Regions from separate parts of the Hordeum vulgare genome. Here region 2 is linked to region 1. The links are chromatin contacts, called in public Hi-C maps. All regions are on one chromosome and are shown on one strand. Each heading gives the region's core, a stretch centred on a gene start, on an enhancer-like site or on the middle of the called end of the contact. The rest is flanking DNA. Distances are from core to core; before and after follow the strand shown.

Region 1 (6,223 bases), core at 1,626-4,125:
ATTACTGAAGCCGTCGCGTCGTCTCCCCCGACTCGCCCGTCCCGCTGTACTCGTTGGTGTACTCCTCGCTACTCTCGAATGCGACCTGCCTCAGCCTGTTGATGTTGGCCGCGTAGTTGCCGGACTCGTCGGAGCTGTATATCATGCTCTGCCCTGGCTTCATGCCTTCGTTCAGGTCCTCCAGCGACGCGTCGCCCTCCAGCGCGCGAACGATCTGTACAAACGGCACAAGAATCGCTGTCAGTTCACGGCGAGTTGCTCAGCATCGATCGAGAGTTGCCGGTCCATCGATCGATCCTCACCTGCTTCATCTTGGGGCGGCGCTTGGCGGAGTGCCGGACGGCGGCGGCGGCGCTGGCGGCCATGCGCTCCATCTCCAGCCGGTCGTACTTGTTCTCCAGCCGCGGGTCGACCACCTCGTCGAAGTTGCCGCCCTCCGACAGCGCGCGCGCCAAGAGCGGCCTCGCCCAGTCGACCAAGCTGTCCTCCATGTAGTTGGTGGGGTCGACGGGCCGCCGGCCGGTGATGAGCTCGAGCATCATCACGCCGAAGGAGAAGACGTCCGACTTGTCCGTCAGCTTGCCGCTCGAGGCGTACTCCGGCGCCAGGTACCTGCATGCACGAGCCAACGGCAGAGAAGACATTAACGCTCGCGCCCTGCTCCCATGGCGCCGAAATGGCGACATTTGCTGCTCTCTGCTCACCCGAACGTTCCCATGACGCGCGTGGAGACGTGCGTGTTGTTGTCGGTGGTCAGCTTGGCGAGCCCGAAATCCGCGACCTGCCAACATTCAGACGAGTTTTCACTCCACAAATTCCGTGCCCTGTGATTCACACATCTCACAGATTAATCACCCACCTTGGCCTCGAAATTTTCGTCCAGCAGAATGTTGGCCGCCTTGATGTCACGGTGGATGATCCTTGGATTACCTTCATAATAATGCACGACATTACAAGTTTAAGTTATACATGGATGGATGTGGGTGGCCAGAAGAAGAGGAGAAGAAGCTTACAGTCTTCGTGCAGGTACGCGAGGCCCTTGGCTGAGCCGAGCGCGATGGAGAGCCTCTTGGGCCAGTCCATGACCGGCACGCCATTGCCGTGGAGGTGGCGCTCGAGGGTGTCGTTGGCGACGAACTCGTAGACGAGGAGGCGCTGGGAGGAGCCGGCGATGCAGTAGCCGACGAGGGAGACGAGGTGGCGGTGGTGGACGCGGCTGATGATCTCCACCTCCGCCTGGAACTCGCGCTCGCCCTGCCCGCTGCCGGCCTTGAGCTGCTTCACCGCCACCTCCTTGCCGCTGCCCGGCAGCACGCCCTTGTACACGTACCCGAACCCGCCCTGCCCCAGCAGGTTCGCCTTGGAGAACCCGCCCGTCGCCGCCCCCAGCTCCTCGTACGTGAACGAGCTCTGCGACCCGAACATGGCCGGCGACGGCGGGGGCATCGACGACCCATGCCCCGTCCCCTGCGACCCGCTCATCATCATCTCCTCGCTCAGCGGCCCCTGTCCCGGCGCGTACTGCGGGTGCCACCCCACGCCGCTCGGCCCGTCCGCCGGCCCGCTCTGCTGCCACTTCGGGTTCGGCATGTTGTTCGCGTAGTACACGTTCCCTGCACGCACGCACCCCGCACCGCACGCCGCCATAGTCAGAAACTCAGAATTTGATCTCCTCCGTGCCAAGATTACTCGCCACGATGCGAGCCGTACCATGCTGGTCGGTGTAGAAGGGCATGGCCATGGGCGGCCTCTTCTTCTTCCTCCTGGCGCAGCATACGCACGCGGTGATGCATAGCAGCAGGGCGAAGGCGAGGACCCCGATCACCACGCCGACGACCACGGCCGCCACGGGCGGAGAATCGTCCTGCTTGCTTCCGCCCTTGGAACCACCCCCGCCCTTCGAGCCGCCCCCGCCCTTGGAACCGCCCCCGCTGTCGCCGCCGCCCCCGTTGTGCTTCGGAGCCTGCGGAGACGGGACGGCATTTGATCCCGGCGGCGAGAGTTGGCCAGGGGGCGACCCGCCGGTACCTGCTGGCGTAGCCGGCGGTGGTGACAACGACGGTGCGGGCGGCGACGGAGGCGAGCCTGAGGATCCGGGCGGCGGGGTCGACTGCGTGGACGATTGTGAGGTGGAGACAGACGGCGGGGATCCCGATGAGGACGATCCGCCCGAGCTATCCGATTCCCCGGACGACGACGATCCGCCCGAGCTATCAGAATCTCCTGACGACGACGACGACGACGACTGGTCAAGTGGACCGCTGCCTAGCAGGCCCAAGGGTCCGCGGCTTAGGGGCGAGTCGTCCATTGGTGATAGGAGGATCCCTCGTCAATTAGCGTCGCTGTTAGAGCTCGCCGCGACGGAGCTCTTCCCGGCGAAGATGACTCCACCCCTGCTCCCAGAAGATGCTCTGGGTCGGACCGGCGCTAGCTCCTCCTCGTCGCCGTCGCCCTCCGCATAATGAACCCCTGCAGCCATGGCGAGCTCGAGATTTCAGACCTCTGGCCTAGGCAAGAGTTGATCCTCTATATATCTACGCTCACATCTGAGAATCACCAATCAACAGTAACTTCCCGCAAAAAAAAAGAGATCCACAGTAGCATTACGCAAATGCAAAACCAGATTCCATGGCAAACAAATTAAATTCGAACCGAAGGCGCGAAAGCGCGAGGGAATCGAAGCATCCATGATGATGATGATGGTGATGTACCTTCCTTTTTTCCCCTTGTTCTTTCGCAAAAGAAGAAAGAGAAAGAAGGGGTTGAAACGGAATTGGAGAGACCGGGGGGAAGGGAAGTAGGCTTCGGGTGGCGTAGGTTTCGTCACATTTCTTGGACACTCGCCATTGCTGTCCTTTATGTTTTTTCTCCATTTTTAGCCTCAAGGCGGAACGGGGGGTTGAAAGCCGTTGGAGCGGAGCTGTCAAACCCGCATTACTGCTCGTGTTAACCGTGCCATTCTAGGCCCGTGGCTGAACCAGCTGATGAGTGGAAGGTCTTCTCTTGCAGTCCAGGGTAAAGCGAATATGTCTTTCTCTATCTGGTCACGCGCGCAACGCGAATCGGTGCCGTGGCGTTGCCTTGTGGATCAGCACGAGCCTGTCCCACTTGGACCCACCTGATTCGTTTTTCTTCGGTTATTCAAGCGCATACGGGAGAAATACTGTCTTATCGTATCTGATGTACTGGTGGACTAGCTACGCACGCCTCGTCATAGCTCGTACCTGGCCTAAATCGCCCCGTCGTCCACTACCTCGTGACCATGCTGGCCCATCCACCAACCCGGACACCATTCAAATTTCAAATCCACTCACACAGTCGCAGCTGCATCCAGCAGAGGAACCAAGCCCTCCCCGTCCCCTCACCTGGATCATCAGATTTGTCAGAAATTCACCAATGGATCTTGGCCCCGGGTCATTCACCGATCTCCTGTTCAGGTTTCCCCTATCAGATATTCTTCTTGATATTTCTTAACATTTGGCCGGCTCTGAATCCTCAAATTTATGATATTGGCAGCTTTCCTTCCCAACCTTTCCCAGCAGAAAACGCCCCAGATCTGAGCGAGCTAGAGGAAGACGAGGAAGACGAGGAAGAGGAGGTAGAGCATCCTGATTCCCAGAGCGACTCTCCTTCCTCAAGCCAAGATGGCGAGAAGAATATGGCCACAGATTTAGTATCTCATTCAGATGGGGATTTTAAGAATAAGGCCATCCCCGAGTTTTTCAACGGCGCAGATGGGGATGACACCGAAGAGCATGGAACTAAAGTGCAGCCCAATCCATCTCCATGGCGTCAAAGGTACTGTCACATTTTTGTACTGATCTTGTTGCTTCAGAAATTCAAGTAGGTGCATTGACACTTCTTCAGGTTGCAGTTTTTTGTTCTGACGAATTTAGTTCATAGCGGGAGCAGAATGTTTATTTTCGCCATCAGAGTGTTATAGCAGAACCTGTTGTTTTGACCACAATCAGTGGCATGTTATTTGTGTGAACTTGTTGCTTCAGAAAACTCGTTGGTGCTTAGACATTTTTTCAGTTTTCTTATTAAAAAGAACACTTATTCAGGTTGCAGTTTTTTTCTGACCAAATTATGCATAGCGGGTGCAGAATGTTGATCTTCGCGCATCAGAGTCCCATAGCAGACCCTGTTGATTTGACCACAATGAGTGGCATGTTTTTTATGTGAAGTTGTTGCTTCAGAAAAAGCGTTGGTGCTAAGACATTTATTCAGTTTGGTTATTCAAAGAAAAACACCTCTTCAGGTTGTGTATAAAGCCATATTCGCCCGTGGGCGCAGATTTATGTGTCCTTGCGTGTAGTTTGGAAAAACCGTCTGGCAAAGTGTATAATAGATAACGAGCTGTTTAAGAGATGTTGTGGGTTTCAATAATCTCAGTCATGTATTATACAATGATTGGGATTTACGTGTACTCAAGCGAACTTATTTCAATAGGTGGAGTAGCAAAATTTATCCAAATAAATTATATTATGCTACATTGATTGATAGCTTATTCGAATATCAAACTTTTAGCCACTCAAATAATCTCAGTGTATTTTTTATTTGAGTTGAACGCATTGCTGCACACAGAATTTAAAGAAAAAAATTCTGAAGTCCTTATGTTTTTATACATTGAAAGCAAATTTTTCGGAATCTTAGTCAATTGGATCTGAAAATTCTGTCATACATTTACTATTGTTTATGCCACTCAAATTATGTGTGGAATTTATCTAACTGGTTACGCGGGATCTTTGTTTAATTCCATGTGACTTGTTGTTAACATATCCATCAAATGTAGGGTCCGACTTGGCAAGATACCTGATTGCCGTGCCACATCGTCGGGCAGGGTCAGTGCTTTGGAGAATTCAATGACGAAATACGCAGATAAGAAATCAGAGTTCGTCGTCAAGCCAGAGATCAGCCAGGAATTTGATTCCTTCGCCGAAGCTTACGACTTTTACAACCTATACTCTTGGGAGATTGGCTTTGGCATCAAGTATGGACAATGCAGAAGGAATGTTGAAAAATGCAAGACTGTCCAGGACATAGTTTGTGGATGCGCGGTGAGTTATATCATCAAGTCGTGTCACCTGTTCGTTTTGCATAAATACGTAGTGCCCTGATTTTTTTTATTTCTCATTTGAAAAGTCATATAATACGTCTAACTAGCTCTTGTCACCACCTGTCCAACAGGGAAAACCACGCAGGGTGAATTCCCACTCAGTATGCTGCCAATGCCCTGCATTTATAAGGTTGCATCGCACACCGGACCATGGTTGGTTCATCCATGATGTGAAGTATGAGCATAATCACGGCATGGCACAAACTTGCAGAGAGAAGTTGCATTGGGTATCTCACAGGCAAATTGATGCCCATGCCAAAGATATTGTCATGCACCTTAGGAACAACAACATATCGTTAAGCAAGACTTTCGGGGTGATTGCAAGCTTTTTTGGAGATATGCAGAACTTGTCCTTAACAAGAGGTCTCTACGTTACCTTTGCAAAAGGATGAATCAACAACAGGGTGATGAGGACATTAGGAAGACAATTCAGCTCTTCTCTGAATTGAAAGAGAAGGATCCAAATTTTGTTGGCAGTGTGCTTGTTGATGATGAGAGCAAGATCAGGGCATTGATGTGGACAGATGGTAAGAGCCGCCACCAGTACAAATTTTTTGGAGATGCAATAACCTTTGACACGACATATCGTACCAACCAGTATGATATGCCCTTCGGATTGTTTGTTGGTGTCAATAATCACTTCCAGAGCATCATCCTTGGAGGGGTATTGCTTCGTGATGAAACAACGGAGACCTTTGAGTGGGTGTTCAGCGAATTTGTGTCCTTGATGGGAGGACATTCTCCGAAAACAATACTGACAGGTATTTTAAAAGCATTTCTTCTGTGAGCAACATTTAATGGATTACTAGGTTACTCCACATACACCTAACTGTGAATGTCTTATATAAATTTTTTGCAGACCAAGCCCGTGCAATGGAGCTTGCCATAGCTTCCCAGTGGCCTAATACAATTCACAGATGGTGATGGCATGTATTGCAGAAGGCCAAGGAAAACCTTGGACCTGTTTACTCAAGAAACAATGATTTCAAAGATGAGTTCCACAAACTTCTAGAGTACATGGTTATAGTAGACGAGTTTGAAACTGCATGGGCATCTTTGATTGAGAAATATCAACTCGAAGACCACCCATGGCTCACTCAGATA
Region 2 (6,223 bases), core at 2,657-5,156, 160 kb before region 1:
GCTAATTCACGACTTGTCACATCCATCTCTGTTATTTTTCGCGCAGCCTCTAAAATCACCATTTCTGCTTTATGTCTGAGACATGATTCCAGATAATCAAAAAATGGGCGATCGCCACTTTGGGTGTTGCTTGATTCGCGGATTACCTACCAAATTGCAACTTCCTTTTCAGCATTTATTACTTATTTTGTAAGAGTCAAATACAAGTAAATATAGGTTACCTGGCTTGTGTAACGAATCAGAAGACATTGTGCAAGGGGCGAGCGCACTGACCCCCTAGTCAAACTAGAAACGAGCTTGCTAATAGCCAAGCGGTCATTCTGTCTGGTCTGCAAATTGGAGAGAAAATTAACTGAATACCAAGTGTCCCGGCAGAAACTATCATACTACTATTTTTTCACTCACTAAAAATGGAGCTTACTTAAATATAGTACAGTATTTAATTTCTACACCACTATACATTTTTGGAGATGTTAAAATAGAATAGAATGATGATTGCAGTATTAGCACAGTATAAAGTCGTCACATGAGCAGAACATTGCTACAAAATATTTTGTTCCGCAAAAGTCAAAAACACATATTCAGAACTGGACATAGTTAAAGGTGCTAGTCCCTCAAGCTTATTCGTCTATAACTTTCTGTTATAAAAGGGTCATTATTTGACAACTGATATACGTGGTGCTGGCATCGGCTGGTGCACAAGTTAGTGACCCATGACGAGCTGGTAAGCCAGATATGATCTATTTTAACTTGGTAACAACTGTACTTATATGATCTGACCTTACAGTGTCCTGGACTAAAAAAATAAGCTATCAAGTTAGCCTGGATGCAGGGACTGGTTCAGGGAACTTAGCAAGACAAGTGTCCTCCTAGAACAGCATTAGAAGAACGAATGGTGAAAAGCTAAAAACCTTAACATGATCAGCTAAGAACCTCATAGCATCCTTCTCATGGGTGGTAGTCCTATGATACCATGCAGCTGATATGATGTACTGTTGCTAAAATATTAGCAGACAGAAGTTGCAACCTACATTTCTAAGCACAGCACTGCAGCCAGCTTCCCTGATACACAGGTGTAAGTCAGCAGTTCCATGTTAACCACAATACTTAGCTCATATAAAAGTAAGGTAGTTCACTCTTCAATTCCATCAAAAACATAGGAAAGGGACAAATACTAAACATATGAACCCATTTACAAATAAGCATTCTACCTAATGCACTGTCATAGTTCTATAGCTTGTCCTCTTATTCCCAAACACAATTTATACCTGGTGAAGAAGAGCAAGGCCATGAAATTGCACAAGTGCAGCTCTTGATTGCACAGCTTCCTGCACTTCATTGCTCCATCTCTTCACAATTTCTGGATTTGCCTATAGATAAAAAAAATCTTTTGAAGTGTCTCCAAACAAGGAACAAGAAAATTGTATAGACTGAAGCAGGAACAAGAAAATTGTATAGAGCTATATCAGTACCTGAAGCAGGTGGATACCACTAACAAGAGCAGCACTAGCAACCACAGGATTTTTGTCTACAATAGCTTGCTTCAAGTATCTCTCAATTTGAGTAAGGAGGTTGCCATCAATTATTCTACAGAGAACTCTAATTGCATTGGCACGATACATATCTGTCTTACTGTTCATATCTTTCATCAATGAGCTTGTGACTATGAAAACCTGTTGCAAATACAAAATTCAAACAACTAAGATTGGTAAGACATGAAATAAACTACACCAAATTGTGCATCGGAAACAGCATTCACCTCATCTGATGATGGAGAAAGCTCTTTGATCATCAAATACACCAGCCTCCTGAGACCAGCATCATTGGACTGGAATAACTTAGTAACTGCAAAGAAGACTTCTGTGGCCTCAACCTGCAACATAACATATCCATCAGAAATCAAAAGAAGATCAAAATCACAATGGCTCTTTTTAAAAAGGTATATGCAACAGAATCGCTCTTTTGATCACCCAGATTGATAACATGGCTTGCATCAGTGGATGTTAAATTTTTAAATCAATATATTAGTAACTAGCTCATGCAGATGTTGACTGTCATACCTTTGTAAAGGACTCTCCTTGGTTAATTAAATATAATAACTTGGTGATAACCTGCAGATCCAAGACAAATATCAAGCAAACAGTCAGAGTCCCCAAGAGAAAGTGGGCAAAAATACACAACTCAATGTACCACTACAAAGGATGAGAAATTTTAGTGACTGTAAGCAACACTTACTTGCGAGCATCTTCTGGCATCAAGCTGGGGATCATGGAAAGCCCGTGCCTCCTGCAGAACAGCCCCCTTCTCAATCCCGAAAAATGGTGAGTACTCGACTGCAAAAGCTTACACGCGGTTAATAAACATGTCATAAGCTGAAAGCATTTGGTTACACTGAGCGTGATCTAGGAGCATAAGAGATAGGACCCTTTTAACAGAAGGTCAAACCTAAACTCAGGGTCAAAAACCATCAAAAGCTACAGTCCCCGAGCCCAACATCCAGAAGAATCAGAAGCTCTTAAGTTTAAAAGGTTTAGGCTGGAATGGATGCAAAACAGAACATGATTCGATCAAAACATGATCATCAAGTAGAAAATTTCATGACAAAGAAACAGAGATATCTCAAACAAAGGAATTTGTTTTTCTTTCTGCAACAAGTAAAGCCATATTGTACGTATTATCAAGATTCAAGCGATAAACTGAATTGCTCCAGCCAAAATGCATAAAAAGTTAGGATGGAAAATTTAAAATTCGTATTTATTGATTAATTAGCATGTGCTTTTGTGCTGGACAAATGCTTGAGTGGAGTCACATGATGGTCTGAGGAGGAATAAGGGACAGGAAAACATGCACTAAGGTCCATTTAACACAGAACCACCTGACGGTAAATGAGCAGAAACACAAGCAATTCATTGTTTTCACGTCCTGCCAGCTATAAAAATTGTCAACGGCACAGATAACCAATGTCCTTAAAACTTTAATCAGATATAAGCTCTAGTTGCAATATCAACCAACTGACTCGTGCAGGAAACATAGAAACCAGTTGTATAGAAGATGGTACGCTCTGAAGCCAATGATAACACATCTAACCAGCTCGTGAGATCATATCTCCAAAAGCATGCCTATCCTGTCAATCTAATTGGCCAAACAAAAATACTAGTACAAGCTAAGGAGCGCATCCACATAACGTTTGCGCAAATACAATGATACGTGGTCGAACTGGTTCTGGCACCAAGCAACACCGAAATCTCAGTCAATTGCCAGAAATGATCGCTGCTGCTAATAGGAGCACGAAGCAAAAGGCAAGGTACGCCGTAGCCGACTGCCCGATGAGGTGCAATTGGTGCAGATCCACGTAAATCCGAGCTCTCCAGCCCCAATTCTGAACTAAAATCCCGCAAACCACCACCCCGAGACCACATCTCCCACCAGCGGAGCGTCGTCAAACGAGGCCGCACGGCCACCGCCACCAACAGCAACACCACGCGCGGGACACACTACGTGAGATCCGCCGCGAGATCGCGCCAGATCCGGCATTCCCGTGGGCGGTGGCGTCCCCTCGGGGTCGCATCACAGCCGAACCAAAGCAGCAGGTTAGGGGAGGGGAGCGCGAGGAGGAGGCGCTGATGGGGTTAAGCGAGGGAGAAGGAGACTAACTGTCGGAGTCGTCGTCGTCCTTCTTCATGTAGGGCTGCGCCATCTCCGGGTCGGTGAGGTCGCCGGCGAGGGAGCGAGGCATGCGACGTTCTAATGGTGGAGCGGGGTGGCGGGTGGGCTTTGTGTCCTCCGGGGCTTCGACCGGACCAAGCTTTTCTCGCCCGGATCCTACGCAAGCTCGGCCGTGCGGCGGTGGACTGGTGGGACGGTGGGGTGGGGTGGGGTGGTGGGGATCGGCCGATCGGGACTCTTGGGACGAGGCTCGTACTCTCTCTAGTCAGTGGTTTGTTACGCGCCCTTTTTGCACTTCGGTCCCTCCTCCGTCGGGTGGCCGTGGTTTGTCAGGGCATGTACAGCGTTCATTAGATAGTTTTGTGTTTTCTTTTGCGGAATATAAAGATAGTTTTATGTTAAGTTTTGCATGTAATTACAATATAACCAAAAAAATGTCTACAATGAATTATTTTTTAGTCGTATCTTTAAAAACTAGCTATTTTTTAAACATGATGAGACGTCTTGTATTAGAAGATCATCTTTTAAATAAGGGTAGACAAGCTTTTTTTAAGGATTTCTTCTCCTTCATCTCAGCATTTATCTTATGTGATATTCTTAATATAGCATTATTGTACATACTCCTAAGTGTTGGATACGAATTTCGTTATGAGGTCTGATTGCAGCACGGCCCAGCCCAACTTTGCTGCCACACATACATTTGGACAGAAAGATTTTCGTAGAAATACAGTAGAATTTTCAATTCATATTTTTTACAAAAAAAATTTATTCAATGAAACAAGACCACCAAAAACTATGAATTGTTTTCCTTCACATAATCTTATATGATACTCCCTCTGTGCCGGGATTATTGCTCCCCCTCGTTATTTAGTGCCAAAGTTTGACCATAGATGTATAAATAGCAAAACATAGATCAGATGCCACAAAAATTGTATTGCTAGATTCATAATTGAATGAAGTTTCCGGTGATACTATTTTTACTACGTATACAACATATTTTGCTAGTGAAATCTATGGTCAATGTCTTAACCAAAAGACAAGATGGTCTAATAAACTCGGATGAATGAAGTGCTTAGGAAGAGATTAAACATCTTATAAATTTCAATCAGGTCTTGTCTTTTTCTTCAAAGGTTTGCACAAAATTATGAAGCATCCAAAAGAACAAGTATGCATAGTCGTGTGTTTTTGTTAATGTAGGGCTTCAAAAAATTATGACATCCGAGAAATCCAATTTGGCTCCCAGGAGCATTTGCTCCTGCTCATAAAAAATAATTTTTGAGATGTCAAAAAAATCCAGCAAAAATTATATGCATTTATAGTCATATTCTAATGCTACCTGTAAATTTTTAGGAAAAAAGGCTAAATATTTAGCCTGTACAAAAATAACAAATTTAAACATCAAATGTTACCCCGAAATGTCATCTAAATTTGTTATGTTCACCGACAAAACACTACTGCTCCATTTGTATGAAAATTGTCAAGCATGCTTGTCACACTAACACGAACATCCATTAAAAAATCAGATTTTTTTGAAAATATTTTACCACTTTTTTCGCAGTACTATTCATCCGGAAGCATATGCTCTCGGGAGCCAAAACACCCCTCCCATGACATCCAACCTACAATCTACATATCTCTCTATTTTTATAACATGCTTTCTAAACAAGATTCTATATCTCAAGCAGTTTGTTTGATGAAAACGAATAATAATGATGCACAAATATTGGATATATCAAGAAAAAAACTTGTTATAATATCATAACATGTTACAAAATACATAATGCATCTTCTAGGAGTTTTATCATTTTTTCCTTTTACATTTTGCTTATGAAGAATAGAACTAAAGTGAATGTGTATAAGTTGATTCCTGGTGCATTTGCCAATATCCAATTAATTGAATCAACCAAGGTAAATCCTACGGAATACCTTCAAGCTCTAATCAAGTTCCATTGATATATAGTGAATATGTGTTTAGGCTTTGTTTGTTTTCTTTTGGGGGTTTTAGCTTTAATTTGCTTGCCAGGTTAGTAGTTATGTGTTATTTTGTTTGTCTGGTTTTTGTAAATCTGTCTTCCCGGCGTGCTTCTCCTGCTACACGGCGTGTTTGAGAAAAGCATTATCTAATGATGATCATGCAAATCAACATGTGGTTAGATGGTTAGGCTCACATTGATATACGGAGCCCATCAAAGTCTAACACTTAGACTAGACATTGTGTTAGAGCATATATCTCCATATGTGGTTTTGGTAATTGATGAAAATTCCTATGGACTAATGGTTGCCTTAAGTTATATTTAATGGATTTGTTCATAGGCACTTCTTGAAGTCCATCTGTTGGGTTCAAGGAGTTTATATGATGACCAAGGTGGTATTCAAGGTATTATCCAAAGAATGGTCATAGAGACACAAGGTTGATCAAGATCTCAGACAAAGAGTAAATCAAGATGATCAACACACAAAGCGTACAAGATGTACCGAGAGGGATCAAGTGATCCCATGGTATGGTAAGCATTGTCCATTACGTGTTTGTGTACTAACCCATGGTCTTCGTGAGAGT

What was found. A called contact is a pair of places that touch in the nucleus more often than the background predicts.
Region 2: a contact with region 1 is called in a Hi-C map of leaf, with 4 times the contacts expected there. The contact joins the promoter of LOC123449228 here to the promoter of LOC123449227 in region 1. A contact is called at or near these places in 3 of 6 Hi-C or Micro-C datasets (leaf and seedling).

The regions. Positions count from the first base shown.
Region 1 is chr4H:516,549,243-516,555,465 of MorexV3_pseudomolecules_assembly, reverse strand. It overlaps LOC123449227 (proline-rich receptor-like protein kinase PERK4), which reads right to left and starts at 2,875. Exons shown (of 7, transcript XM_045126367.1): 1 at 2,712-2,875; 2 at 1,711-2,469; 3 at 1,014-1,613; 4 at 860-930; 5 at 705-781; 6 at 303-612; 7 at 1-214. The coding sequence starts at 2,308. The coding sequence ends at 2. LOC123449226 reads left to right here and starts at 3,187. Exons shown (of 7, transcript XM_045126366.1): 1 at 3,187-3,437; 2 at 3,517-3,798; 3 at 4,796-5,060; 4 at 5,191-5,880; 5 at 5,979-6,223. The coding sequence starts at 3,397. The coding sequence ends at 5,511.
Region 2 is chr4H:516,708,624-516,714,846 of MorexV3_pseudomolecules_assembly, reverse strand. It overlaps LOC123449228 (coatomer subunit gamma-1), which reads right to left and starts at 3,906. Exons shown (of 18, transcript XM_045126368.1): 1 at 3,655-3,906; 2 at 2,236-2,333; 3 at 2,061-2,111; 4 at 1,760-1,873; 5 at 1,473-1,673; 6 at 1,269-1,370; 7 at 222-329; 8 at 1-146. The coding sequence starts at 3,736.